Linked DNA regions of Mus musculus: region 2 is linked to region 1. The links are chromatin contacts, called in public Hi-C maps. All regions are on one chromosome and are shown on one strand. Each heading gives the region's core, a stretch centred on a gene start, on an enhancer-like site or on the middle of the called end of the contact. The rest is flanking DNA. Distances are from core to core; before and after follow the strand shown.

Region 1 (7,523 bases), core at 2,545-5,044:
AAAACCTTCAAGGGCTTTTAATAGCAGGGAGACACTGTACCTCGCAGGCCTGAATGATCAAAGGGAGTAGGGGATTAGTGGAAATCAGAGAGCATAACTATATTAAGAACATTGCCCGACACGAGCTATAGCCTTTAGTTAAGGAATGCAGCCAACCCATGGAGGCCTGGCAGGGAGGGAGCTGGAGGGACAGATACTCCAACCTTCTATTTTCCCATCCTCCAAATCTCCTGCTGGGGCTTCCCCTTGGCAGAACTCCTCCAGAAGGGAGAGGGCAAGGGAACCTGCAGATGCATCTCATACAAGCCAGCTTCTAGAGGCACGGACTGATGTAAGAATGGTGGAGCAGCTGTGGGGTGGTGATGAAGTGCAACGTTCATTACAGCTGGATGCAAGATTACTATTCTTCTATACCATTTGAGCTTAGGCCACACAAGTTTCTGGGAATGGTCCGGCAATAGATCAGATAACAATTCTAGTTATCCGTCTGGTCTTTGAAAATCTGAACTGTGTTCTGACTCTGCTTCTTCCAGTTCCTTTGAAATTTGTTATCTTAATGATTTAAAACAACTTGGACATGATCTAGCTGCGTGCACCCCTATTATAAGAAGTATAAAAATAACTATTCTCTCTGCTGGTGATATAATTTTATTGTCACTAACCAGAAATGGACCTTTTATCTTACTGGAAAATAGAATGGCTCAAATTCAAAATTTCTAAATTCGAAATCATCATTTTTTAGCAGTTAGCATTTATGATTTAATTGGCTAATATCTAGTAATTATATCTGGTGAGCTAATTTTTTCAGCTATGTCTCAGTACATTTTGCAATCTTTTTATCCCCCTCTAATGTAGGATCTCTAAAGTAGATTTTTGGGGTGTGTGTGTATTATTGACATATGTCTATTTTGGGGAATAACCTGAGGAATCAGTGAAATCTATTTCACATTTTTATTTAGCCACAAACCACACAGCATACATCCCTGTTCAGTAAATGTTGGTCAAGTGAAGGAGTGAAAGAACGATCTACGCATCTTTGACTTTATCTTTTCTTCACTCTTTAGAGGAAATAGCTTTTAGGAAGCTGGCTGAAGGCAAACCCTAGACAGAAAGCCTCCACATGAAAGAGGGCTGGCCAGCTGTTTGGGGTGTTTGTCTAGGAGACTCCATTCCTCTTAAGGGAGGGAAACCTACTACTTGCTTGGTTGGGTCTTAAGAAGTGTGGACTATCCCTCATCAACAACATGAATTATTCTTGTTCAGTCTTTAAAGTTAGATATTTCTCCTGCCTAGTACCTACTGAAGCTTAGTTAGAGCGGGAAAGCAATTTGGATTGACAGCTGAAGGATGCATTCTTGGTTCCTTCACTGTAAATCTGCATTGTCCAGGAGAACTTTTTTTTGGTGACGCAGAGAGATGTTTCTTATTTGTGGTGCCCAACATGGTAGCACCAAGTGTGTGCATCTACAAAGCAGCGGAAATTGGCTGTTGAAACAGAATGGGTTTTAGAACTTTTTTATTAAGACATCTTAAAATTAATTTAAATTTGTTTCAGTTAATTATTGTAGCTAGTTAACTTTAATTAACCTAATGCCAAATTACAATTAATTAAATCTAATTTAAGTTTAAATATCTATGCCAGTAGATACCATATTTGACAGCATAACTCTAGATATTTTATGTTTTATCCCTAGAAGATTATGTTAGAATATCCCTTCATTTGATTTTCAAAAGAATCACATATTGTTTTGAAATTTAAATTTTTAGGTTTTACTTTTATCGACACAGGGTCTCACTGTGTAACCCAGGCTGGTTTTCTATGCTGCTTTGACCTTCATCGCATGAGCGTCGTAGCCACGTGCTACCATTGCTGTCAAGAATAGCATTTATCGATTTGCAAATGCTTACTTTCTCATTTATGAGAGCTTTAAAACGTGTTCTCACACTCTTAGACATTCCTCCACAGAGTGTCTGAAGAATAATTCTACTTCCCTTCAACAGAAGTTGGTCCTGGCTGTTTTGTTTCTAGCAAGTAACACATGTGACAGAGGTGACAGTATGGCTTGGGAGGTTAACTCAGAAAGAACGAGGAAGCTTCCCTGGCACATGCCTCTCCTCCCCCTCTCCGCCCAAGCTAAGCGCCCTTATGAGAATCCTGGCTTTTCTGAGGCTATCAAGGCTACGCAGTTATTTAGAGAGATCACTCAGTGGTACCGGGGTAGGAAGACTAACTTGCAGCCTCTAGATGTTTTAGCTTTCTCAAGTCAGGCTTCAAGTTATTTTAGGCATAGCCACTATCTGATTGTAGCTTCCCAACAGACTCCGAGAGAGAGAACTGCTTAGCTGAGCCCGGTTAATCTCCAGTGAGGTGATATAAAATACTTGCTATTACTTTGTGCCACCGTTTTGAGCAACACCGTTGTAAAGCAACAGCCAGAGTGATCCTGTGTGAAAGAACTGTGCAGGAGACGGACCTGTGACGCCCAGGAATGCTCATCATCGTTTGGTCTGTGGTTTTTATTTTTTGAGAAAAGGTCTTGCTATGTAGTCTTGGCAGTCCTAGTACTCACTATACAGTCCTGACTGGCCCTGAACTTGAAGCAATTCTACTCCAGCCTCCCGAGTGTTGGCTTTCTAGGCCTGGGCTACCACCCCTAGGTTCCGTGGATAGCTTCGAAGGTCAAGTGCATCACATCAACTTACCTTGGATATCAGGAAGTGCTGATCACCTCACATTGTTTTAAAAACTGAATTACAATTTTTATTTTTGTGATGGTCTTGCCATCTTTCCTAAGTTAGTCTGGAAGTCCTGCTTCTGGTGTCCTTTCCTAATCTCCTTAATGCTGACATTACAGACGTGAGCTACCTACCACTCAGTGTTCTTTTGTGTTAATACCTTTTCTGTGTAGCTGTTTGCAAGCCCAGGGCCGAATGAATCAGCCAGTTTTGTAAGAAAATAAGATGAAAAAAAACCAAAAAAAACAAAAAACAAAACAAAACAAAACAAAACACCTCATCTGCGTGGTTCCTCTTTCTTATCTTATTCTCCCTTTGGCATTCTTTAAAACAGAAGCCTCACCTCAGTGGGTAAGTGTTAATCCACACTGGAGGATGAAGACCAGTCATGTGTGTGTGGGTCTTTATTAAGCCAGTATGTGGTGTGAGGTCATCGAGTGAGCTAGCTATGGAGCTGGGAGACTCTCCAGTGGCCTTTTCCATAAGAGGAGATCTTCAAAGTGACTCTCCAGGTGAACAGAGGTAGTGAGAGCAGCAAGATCTCAGGCCTGGTAAAGTTCATGCCGGCGCCTCTCAGTGTGATTCTCCAGTAGGGGGCAGCTCTGAGCCTAGTCATTTGAGGATGGGATGGAAGCAGAGAGACTAATAAGGTCCAGCTGAGGGATGGACCTTTCAGGTTATTAGTGGTGCAATAGTAGGAGTGTTTAAACAAAGGGCAATGTATATCATAAAACAGGTTCAAGTTAAGCTTTGCGATTTCTTTTTCCCTTGGCAATGAGAGATCACTTACTGCTGGGGGAATCCTGTAGGCTTTGGATGATACGTCAGTGGCTCATGGCTAAGCACAGAGGGTAAGTAAGCTAACATGGTGTAGACAGTTGGAAAGAAGATAAGGTGAAGGGAGGAGTTCTTAGTCGCAGTGAATTTAATACTGGGAATTTTCGGCACCATGGCATTTGGCGGGGAAGATATTTTGGGCAGTGGGGATTGGGATATGTCTCCAGTTACACCATATGAGGAGTTGCTTACTCTTCTGTTTATGGGTCCAGGCTTGTCTGTCTAGGGGCATGTGATCTGCAGGTGTTGATGGGAAGGTCAGAGGGAGGAGGGGAGTGAGCAAGAGGCAGACAGGGAGAGAGAGAGAGAGAGAGAGAGAGAGAGAGAGAGAGAGAGAGAGAGAGAGAGAGAGAGAGAGAGAGAGAGAGAGAGAGAGAGAGATGAAAGCTTTCCTAAGGCTGACTGCTCAGGGAACTTAACACCTCGGAGTATGTTCTAAAGGAACTGCTCAAGACCTTTTATTAATGCATAGCTTTTCACCTTTGGCACAGAGGAGAAAGCTCTGGAAGATGTTCCACAGCACTGCACCAGCACTGTGCAGGAAACATCTAAGGAGCTCGCTGGCACACTCAGTGTCTTGTTGGGCAGCCTTTCCTACCGCTTCTTTACGACCACAGAAAGCTGCTGTCCTGTGGAATGGTAAGCCCAACCACACTTTAGAGTAGAGGTGTGCCAGTTCTTTCCAGCAACTGATGGATTTGTTACCATTAGTATACGGTAGCTCTCCAGAAATTCTGCAATTGCCTCTTGAAACAGGAAAACCTGAGGTCATGTGGGCAGGGTATTGCTAATGGGGTGAAAACTTTTCCGGACCATTAAAACCAGTTCCTGTCACTTGCCTTTAAGTAAAAGTTTAAACAAACCTCTGTTCTGTGTTAGGAAAACCAGAATCAATACCCGATTACAGCAAAGTTCAATGTCATTCGGCCTGATTCCACCGACCTCCGAAAATCCACAAGGGGCAGGAGCTGAAATTGATGACCCTGAAGTCTCCAACTCAGAATCCAACTTCTTGGGCTGCTACCCATAGGCTTTGAATGGCATTAATCAGCAATAATCACAGTTGCGGTATTAACATTGCACAGTGCCAGATAGCTCATAAATCATTTCCAATATAAATATCATTTCATCTTCATAGAAACCCCACGAGGTGATTATTACTCTTTTACAGAGGAGAAAACTGAGGCTTAAGATAACGTTAGCATGTTATCCCATATCTCAGGGGAGTGGGTGTCTGTGGTGTGTTTAGATCTGGCCTTCGTGATCTAAGTCTGTGCCATTGGGGCAGAGTCCAGAGATCAGAGTCCGGATTGGGGGTGTGAGGGAGAACGTGAGATGGCACAGGAGGTAAAGCCTGGTCATCTAGGAATAGGCAGTCCGCAGCCCAGGACAGCCTTTCTCAGCCCTCTCTTTGCCCAGCAAGGTAATGCGAGCACCGGAGACCTTTGTATCTAGAATTATGTTCAACACCGCCGACTTTCGGGTGAGAAAGCAAAGGTGCAGAGGTTTGTTGTTGTTCAAAGATTCAGAGAGCAGCCTGGAGATAAGGCTCGTATTGCTGCCCATTTTTCTGCCCTCAGAATGGAATTTTGGCCACTCTACCTGGGTGCTTTTCCAGCCTTGCGTTCTGTTCTCTTGACGAGGAAGCAACGTGTTTACAGTGGAAGATGATGGGGCACGTCATAGATAAGCGAGCTAATAATAACATTTGCTACGATTCACCAAGCACCTGTGAAACCCTGCCGCAGACACTCCATAGGCAGGCTCTGTAATTTTCACCGGAACTTTGCAAAATCTGTATTGTTGTTGTGTGGAGAGGTGGGGGCCAGGGGTGGAGAGGGATTAGCCAAATGAGATTGAGTTCATGATTTTCCCACTGTCCAGTGTAACCTCTGCAATAATTTCTCCCTTGTCCTAGAAAACCAAAACCTCTGATTTTTTTTTACACCGTCAAGTATCAGTCTTAGAATTCATTAAAATTCAAATCGTCTGTATTTATTCCTAGAACTATATTTGATTAAAAAGGGAGATAAGAGAGATGATTCAGTTATCGCCTCTAAACAGAGACCTCAGAGGTCTTGATTAATAAGTATATATTTTTAATTGTGAAGAAAAACCAATAGTTTTTTTAAAAAAAGAACTACAAATTAAAGTAATATGTTTAAATAATTAAGAAAAAAAATTAGTTTTTTGAACCCCAGTTCCTCTGGAGTGCCAGGGCAGATGGAGCTGTGATTGCTCTTTCACATTAAATAGTCCTTCCCTCCAGATAATGCCTGTAGGAGAGGCAGGCATAGTCATTTTTACATTGTAGTTGCTCTAATACAATTCTATCTGCTCAGCATCTGTGAAATAGCTAAGAAAGTTTCTCTCTCTCTCACACACACAGACACACAGACACACAGACACACATACACACACACAGACACCCACACATACAGGAACACACAGACATATAAACACACACATATGCACACACACATACAGAAACACACACACATATGGAAACACACACACAGACACACACAGACACACACAGACAGACAGACACACACACAGACACACACACACACACACAAACAGACACCCACACATACAGGAACACACAGACACATAAACACACACATATGCACACACACATACAGAAACACATACACATATGGAAACACACACAGACAGACACACAGAGATGCACACACACACACACACACACACACACACCACACATCTTTTCACTTAGAAAACATTAAGGCTTGGGGAAGGGCAAGTGTCGTGCCATTCAGGAAGGAGCTGAACCTCAGAGGGGCAGTGTGGGATTCCTGCCAGGAAAGGGTGCAAGGACAGGGAAAATAGTACTGACCAGGAGGTGAGTGTGGTTACAAAGTTGGTCAGTTTCTCCCCCTCCAGATTCTTAGAATCTTTTTCTGGCTGGTGTGCCCTACCCTGAGATGATATGGCTAGCTTCCAGTTCCCACCTCTGTTAAGCACTGTACGGAAGTGCCTTGGCATAGATTCCCTGCTTCTACCCTGACAACCTGGAACGGTTATATATGATCTGCTCGAGAGTCTTCTCTCCCAAAGTAGCAAGTGCTTTGGCCCTCAGGAGAGCATCATGGTGCCTCGTCCCTCAGTGTTTGGACTCAGTTGCTGGTACGTTGACTATCAACAGTCTATGGTCCCTGTGGGTTTTCTGCTTCCTGACTGCTGGCTTGGTTCTTAGCCCACAAACTTAATCTTCATTCCTGACTGCTCAGTGGGCTTCTGAGCCATACAGCCTTTTTCCATTTCCAGCCCACACCTGTAACTCTTAGCTCTGTTGTATTTTTCTGCTTGGCTTCCCGTGTTGCTCAGGGTGTCTCAGCAGCAGCATCTCTGATCCTACAACAAGGGGTGGGAGTGGGATTCAATTCTATTGAGCAGTCAGGTGAACAATAGGAGTGTTCGAGGCAGCCGTACATGTTCATCTTGCATCCGGCAGAATTCTCACGTTCTCCCCCCCCACCCCCATCATGAAGTTAATTTTATAAGTAATAATTCAAAGAAGCTTCCACAGAATTATTTTATAATCAAGGGACGATAATTCCTTCCTGTTGTTGAGTTAGTTATGCCTTTATAAATTACAATAGTATTACAAAACTTCTATTGAGTTCCTACAGTGTCCTGAAATTGGGGTCATTCCATCTTTTTAAAGAGCACTAGCCCTATCTTTGTGATGAAGAATATTTGATATAGTATTCATGGGTGATAATTTCTTATGCTTCTTCTTTATACTAAAACTGAACAGAAGTCAAGTTCCTGCAGAGTCTACACTTGGGTAGTAATTACACCAGTATGAACTCATAACTTTTCTCAATAGGACATTATGAAAGGAAGGTTTTTGTCACCACCATACTCAGCCAGTTTACCTAAATCAAGATCCTCAGTTGGAAAGGCAACCTCAGTACCTAATA
Region 2 (7,523 bases), core at 2,613-5,112, 130 kb after region 1:
TCTAGGCTTGCTTTTCTTCATTCTCTCCTTAAAGATAATTTTCTCTTCATGGCCACAGCCATGTTCCCGGCTCATGGCTCTCGTCTGAATTTGTGGGTTATTTATTTCCTTTGCAGGTTTATTTTTCTCCTATAAACTCCATCACATCCATGTTACTGCTCCCAGGCTCCCATTGTGTTTGCAGCCACCAGCCCGCCTGTCTCACAAGAGCCCCTAGACTGCTGTTTTCATGTATTTTCCTTCTACAAGCTCCTCTCCCAGACCAGGATTTTTCTATTAACAGAGATTCTGTAAGGTTCATTCACTGGCAGTGATACCGGGGGATCTTAAACAGCCCCATCGTACCAACTTTCCACTCCAGCTGTTCCAATTTGTCACTCCTGGTTTTTAAGGGGGCCTTTGATTATAGTTAGTATATATGCTATGTGTCCGACATTTACCACTGCTTGCAGTTGATCCTTTGTGTACATAGGAAATACCACTCTACAGGCACTCAGATTGATGAATGTTCAAATCCCATGTGTTTGCATACAAACTACACGCATCCTCTCATCTGCTTAAAAGCATCTCTAAGCCACTCATGAAATCTAATAAAATGTAATTGGTATATAAGGAGCTGACATACTACATTGTATAGGGATTAATGTGAAAAAGTGTACATGTTCACACACACACACACACACACACACACACACACACACACACACACACACACACACGATGGTTTGAATGAAAATGGTCTCCGTAGGCTCATAGGGTGTGGCACTATTTGAAAGGATTAGGATCTGTGACCTTGTTGGAATATGTGTGACCTTGTTGGAGGAAGTATGTCACTGGGGTGGGTGGAGTTGGTAAGCTCCGAGGTTTCAGAAGCTAATGCCAGGCCTAGTGAATACAAAATCAACATATAAACTCAGAAGTCTGCTGGGCATGGTGACACACACCTTTAATCCCAGCACTTGGGAGGCAGAGGAAGCAGGATTTCTGAATTTGAGGAGAGCCTGGTCTACAGAGTGAGTTACAGGACAGCCAGGGCTACACAAAGAAACCCTGTCTCAAAAAACAAAACAAAACAAAACAAAACAAAACAAAACAAAACAAAACAAAACAAAACAAAACACCCCCCCAACTCAGATCTCTTATGTGCCAATAACAAATTCACTGAGAAAGAAACAAAAAAAAAAAACCCTCAAAACTCAGAAGTCTCTTATGTGTCAATAACAAATTCACTGAGAAAGAAAATAAGAAGAACAATAAGAAAATATAATACTTAGAAATAATCCCAAGGAAGGATGTTAAAGACTTCTATAAAGAGGATTTTAAATTACTGAAGAAAGAAAATATCAGAAGGTGGAAAGACATCTAGTGTCCATGGATTGGCAATTAATTTGTTAAAATGTTCACAATCCAAATGGATCTACAGATTCAATGCCATTTCCACCAAAAAACACTAGAAAAAAAAGACAACCCAAATCACATGCAAGCACAAAAGACCCCAAATCATCTCTTCTTAACCAGGCCCGATGTGGGAAACACCATAATACTTCAAATTTCAACGGTATGTTCCTGGTTGCCTCTGAGTTTTGAATACATGGTCCCCAGTTTGTGGTGCTATTTGGGGAGGGCTAGGGGTGTGGCTTTGTGAGAAGTTTGTCACTGAGGCAGTCTTTGAGAATTTAGACTCAAGCCATTACCAGTTCTCTCTCTCTGCTTTGTGCTTGCTGCTTAAGGAGTGAGACCTCAGCTTCCTGCTCCTGTCACTGTAACTTCACTCTGCTATCATGGGCTGTCACCCTCTAGAACCACAAGCCCAAATAAGCTGGTCCATAACTTGTAAAACAGCATATTATCAAGTAGCCTGAGTGCAAACATAATCTGAATAGGAGCAGAATGATTACTAGACAGGGGTCTGGGAAAGAGCTTGCAAAGGCAGGGAGGGGCTGCATGGCTAATGCTCAGTGTATGTATGTATGTATGTATGTATGTATGTATGTATGTTTGTATGTATGCATGCATAAAAATTATACTAAAACTCATGAAGTTTCACAATTAACATGCATTGATAATTATAGTAAGAAATTTGGGTGTTATTAACTAAATATTCTTTTTACTTATTTAAAATTTTACCTTTATGATATGAATTTGCATATAAATGTATCTTCTGGAATTTTTTTCTCTCATCTATTGGTACACTACCATTTCCATATCAAACTTTATGGGAGCTTTATAGTGCTCTTTGATATTTGTCAGAACTCTTTTCCGATCATTATTTCACCCCTTTTTACGTTTTCTTGATTGCTCTCATGCATTTAAATTCCAGATGCATTCTCGATTTAGCTGGTAACATTTCATAAAAAACTCGTGTTGAAAATTGAATTGGAATTTTATTATTTTTGTACCAGTTATTATATTAGCAACAATCCTGCAAGCTCATGTAAAATATAAATGATTCTGAAAACATAGGAATTAAGAAAAAAGGATGCTGAAGTATCTCAGAGAATTGGGTGGCTCATTTGTTGATTAGTGGTGTGGTGTTGCTCCAGTCCTTAGTCGCTGAGTCTCGGTGCTTTCTCTCCATGTCCCTGTCACTAATGTGACTCAGAACCTTCAATTCCTGCTACTCATGTGCTCCAGGTTAAGTTCTAGCTACCTCTAAGCCTTTGAATCAGTCTACTCCCTATTAATGCAACAAAATACCATAGAGAATTAAAGGAGAAACGATTATTTCTGATTACTGTTTTGGATCTTCCAGTCCATAATTGAGTGATCCCCCTACTGCTCTGAGCATAGGGTGAAGGAGACACACCGTGGTTAGGAGCACCATGGTTAGGAGACACACTGTGGTTAGCAGCATATGGCAGAGCTAAATTTCCCATCTCACCAGGCAGGAAAGAGAGAAAAGAAAGAGGCTCAGGTGCAACAGTCCCTCTCCACAGCATATTCCCAGAGATGCAAGGATTTCCTCCTTCTTAAAAGTCTATGGTGCTTCCTATCAGATCCACTTCAAGGGTCAAATCTTTATCACATGACATTTGAGGACACTTAGTGCCCAAGTTATAACATGGTCTGAGGTCTTTATAATATAGGTAGGTATCTCTATTGCATGTAGGGGTTGGAAACAAACCAAAGTGGGATTTATTTATTTACCTGAATTTAGGCTCTTTGGGTTGTTAACTATATTTCTCTGGTTTGCTATGGTTAATCTCACATTTCTTCCACCAGTGGATACGATGTAAGTACAGCAAAACTTATCGTGTGCTGTATACTTATCACATGGTGTATAAAATGGCTAGTGGGGACAGGAAGATAAGGAATGAAGAATGCAACCCTTCTTTAGTATGCTGAAGAGGAGGGGCTGATAACTATATCTGAGTGGTAAGTAAAGAGGAGGAGAAGGAAGCCACAGTCACCACTTATTTCTGGTCACAGACCTTCTTAAACTTTGACTTTCCTGTGACTTTGGTGATTCTATATTCTTGTTTTATTCCTTGATATGATTGTGACTTTCCTTCCCTAGTTGACTTATCCTGATCATTGAGATATCTAAGCAACTAGCATTACTGAATTCTAAGGATTTGGGTTGTCTTATATTAACAGTTAAAAATAGGAATTTTTCAGGCAGCCAATGTTGTGGTAGCTTTAAGATAAATGTGGTTTCAATCTAGTACGTTCTTCCGTGTTTAGGGTTCAATGCATTCCAGCATTGCTCACATTTTCACTAGGAGAGTTTGGAGACAGAGAGTGGGACATGGATAGACCATCCCCCCTAGTCTCAGAAACTCACTAATGTGTTCAGTTACCACTTGCAAGCAGCAGCCTTGTTTGCTAGTAAAGTCTGTCAGTCACATGAGCTGAAAGGCCACACCTCCTTTCTTTGGTTCTTTTCTTAGTAACGTGGTGATCACACAGTGGCCTAGTGACTGACCTTTGTACCATGCCAGCAAAATCTTTTGCTGCTTTTTTGGTGTTTGTATTTGTGTCATATGTACTAAAAAATCCTATATCATGTGATCACTTGTTTTTCTTTTATCTAGACTGAGTTATTTACTTAATTTTGAACTAATGTTCTCTGCATTTTAAAAGCTGCCTCAAAGCCAGTTTAGAATTACTCAAAATTATTGTTAATAAGCAGAGATGTCTGTGTTAAAGCAACAGTTTCAGGGTTTTTAGATGAGTGAGAACATTCATTTGGCCCTCAATAAGAGATCCCTCTATCCCTCTCTCCCTCCCTCTCTCCCTCCCTCCCTCCCTCCCTCCCTCCCTCCCTCCCTCCCTCCCTCCCTTCCTTCCTGTTTGTTTTTTCATTCCTTCATTCATTTGTTCTTTTCTTCTTTCTTCCCTCCCTCCCTTTTCCCTCCCTCCTCCCTCTAGCCTTCCCTCCCTCCTTTCTTCTTTTCTTGGACAAGGTCTTATGTATTTTAGGTTGGCTTTGAACTCCCTATATAGCCAAAGATGGCCCCGCTCTCATGATCCTTCTGCCTTGGGTCTTTGCCATCACACCCAGTTATGTGGGGTTGGGATCAATCCTAGGGGCTTCATGTAAGCTGAGGAAGCCCTCTGCCAATGAAGCCACACCCCCAGCTTCTTGCTAAGAGTTTGAAACTTGGTAAGATAGATGTCCAACCTGTGTTTCAGAGCTGACCCCAAGGCTGAAACTTGTGGTGGTGCATACCAGCCTCTTCCATCTAGTGGCTCACAGCTGCATTCAAATAAGTTTGTGTGTTTAAAAATAGTAACAGCATTTACTTAAGCAGCTAATAAATTATTTAACATGCTCTAGTTTTTCATTTGGAAACAGGACAGTTCTGTCTTCTTTGAGTATATATTCAACGAACACTCTGGCTAATGGCAATCAGATGAATGTGCTCAGAGAGTCTGGTTTATAGCTTGATCATTGTGTATTTTTAAAATAATTTTATTCACAGTGGATGCTATTTAATTTGCACCTATGGTGGACTATTGATAAATACAAGCACCATAATGAAGCCTGCTGTTGAAGTATAAGTTAATGGCAATAATTTAGCAACTTCACCTCAAGATATCTTACTAAATTTTTAAGTGGCATTCAGTTAATTAAACCCCTTATGTAGCATATTAAACATTATTCAAATTAAGAGAGAATCATTGTCAGGATGTTATTGAACAATGTGTTATTTACAGAGAGCTATATTTGGATTCCAAACAAATGTGATATTATATCAATTTTTATAGTATGCTTAAATATTCATATTTACCTTAAAGTAAATAGCATATAATTTGCTTAATATGGGAAAAGTATTTTTACATTGTGAATTATTAAACATATTATAAAATGAATTAAAATATAATATTTAATAATACAATGATTAAAGTTTTAACTTTGTAGCAATTTATTTAGTATATTTTATTATAAAAATTTTAAAAAGATGAAGAGCCAAAAGGTGCTCTTTGTGTTTGTGTGTGTCTTTTAATAGCAAAAACTTAATAAAATAAAAAGGGAAAAAACCCCTAGAAAATGACTTCTCATAGGTACCAGTTTCCACTTTGTTTTGTTGTGAATTGTGTTCCTTTGGCAGAGGCACCATTATGCAAAACAGTGTGGTGATATTGGCATATAGAGGATAAACAGAGAGAGAAGTATTGATCCTTGATACGTTTGTTCTTGAGGGAAAAAATTCTGCTTCATTGATGACAGAGAATTTTCTGCCGGTGAATGATGAATTCAGCATTCAATCGATTGAATTAGGATTGGCAAGTAGAGGTTGGTGGGATGAGCCCATGCACACTCTCCACCTGGTCGTTATGGCTTCAGCTGATTAGTTTGTCTAGCCTTGGGTGAGTGAAGAGTAACTGGCAGTAACCAAATGCTCCTGCCTGCTCAGGATGCTGCTGGAAATGCGAGGATTTCTATGGGAACTTATGTCTGGCATAGATATGGTTCAACTTTGGGCTCTTTCTGAATGCTAATTCTGGATTCACAGGTCTTCTTCATTGTATGGAACTTACCATATAGGCCTTATTGAACTCAGAGAACATTTAGCACTTCTTATTTCCAGGACCTATCAATGTAAAACCACCAGTTCAGTACCCTGGTATGGAGTAAGGCTACTGTAAGTTCAAAGATGTCAAAAGGTATCATTGTAAAAGTTATTGTACCGTTCAAGGCAAGAATGAATGACAAATTGCTTTCATGTTTTTTTTTTGCATAATAACGGAAGATAATTTATTAAATAGAAATCGGTAGATGGATAGCTTGGAGGAGCAGAGGTGCCTATAAAGTCCCACTCTGAGGAACTGTTGGCATTTGAGAGGAGGGAAGGGGGTAAAGGTGGGAGGGGAGAGAGGGTGAGGTGTATCGAGGATCTGGGGAGAGTTGGGGGAGGGAATGAATAAGATCACAAATGTATTGTATTAAAATCTCAAAGAATCAATAAAACATTATTAAAAAAATAAATTAGCAGGTAAGGATATAGCCCAGTAGTAGTGCGCCTGCCCAGCTTATACAAAGCCATGGAGTTTATACATCATATTATAAAAAAAGTGCAATGGGAGAAATTAATTGGTATTATCACACTTATAGATTTCAAATCTTTGATGGTCTTGATAATGTGTTCCTCCTTACCCAGAATGCAACTTGGGCTTCACTTTACTGTAGCGGGCAGAGTAGAACTTACTGAGTTTTGCTTGGCACAGAAGCCATTCTTCATGAGTCATTTCCCAGTCATAGGAAATTTCCCTTAGCCTCATAAGCCTAGGTCTGAGAATCAAGAGAGATAATCTCATATACACAGTACTTAAATGTATTGGGATGAGGAAGTTGTCTATGAGCTTATTTTTTTTCCACCTTCGAATTATGGATTATACGTATCAGTTGAGATTCTAGTGAGACTTCATGTGTAGCTGGCCTTTGCTACTTTGTGAGTTCTTCTTTTCCCACCCTTTATCCCCCTGACTTCACCTCTTATCACTGGATAGGTGAGAAAGAAGGATAGAAGGAAGAAGAGAGAAATAGAGATTCCCTGAATCTAATTTCTTTTGTTTCTTATTTGACTATGGCTACTAGCAAACTACAAACAACGGTCCCTGAACAACCACCAATCTCCAACCTCACCTTTGCAGCCCTGGAATTTGTCTATCCTCTGAAAAATCCCCAGAATTCCAAACATCAAATGGTCACAGAAACTATTTACAGCTTGCAAAGCCATGCCTCTGCTAGAACACAAGACAAATCATAGTCAGCTGCTGGGGACAGTCTGAAGCAGTCCCATAATCTCACACCTGGGATTAAAAGAAAAATATATTCTTATAATATTTTTTGTGTTTTTTTTAAAGAATTTAAAATTCTAGGATTCTTACTGCATTTATTTGATAAGACAGAGAAAGATCAATTTTATACAGAAGCATTACCGAAAGAGCCTTGGAAACTTTAACATTTAGGCCCAATTTACTTCAAGTGATCCTGTTCTGTTACCGTGTAAATCCATATCCAGGATTCTTCCCATTGCAACTTTGATTTTAGATATTGACTAAATTGGCTGTACCAC

What was found. Hi-C and Micro-C count contacts between places; a contact is called where the count stands out from the background.
Region 2: a contact with region 1 is called in a Hi-C map of liver, with 4 times the contacts expected there. The contact joins two enhancer-like sites. A contact is called at or near these places in 3 of 484 Hi-C or Micro-C datasets (all in liver), 3 of 115 datasets of contacts at active chromatin or transcription factors (embryonic stem cells, large pre-B cells and liver) and 1 of 9 other capture datasets (embryonic stem cells).

What each region holds. Positions count from the first base shown.
Region 1 is chr1:172,647,362-172,654,884 of GRCm38.p6, forward strand. Gm35601 (a long non-coding RNA gene) reads left to right here. Exons shown (of 5, transcript XR_001779542.2): 3 at 1-3,587; 4 at 4,065-4,212. Among named protein-coding and RNA genes, the nearest start is that of Gm35601, 18 kb to the left of the region's middle. Within about 2 kb of position 3,795, at least 11 of the 459 cell types and tissues checked have an H3K27ac peak or open chromatin away from gene starts, as enhancers often do. A contact at or near this core is called in liver, where this site is marked.
Region 2 is chr1:172,782,204-172,789,726 of GRCm38.p6, forward strand. It overlaps the pseudogene Gm38051. Among named protein-coding and RNA genes, the nearest start is that of Gm24817, 58 kb to the right of the region's middle. Within about 2 kb of position 3,863, at least 3 of the 459 cell types and tissues checked have an H3K27ac peak or open chromatin away from gene starts, as enhancers often do. A contact at or near this core is called in liver, where this site is marked.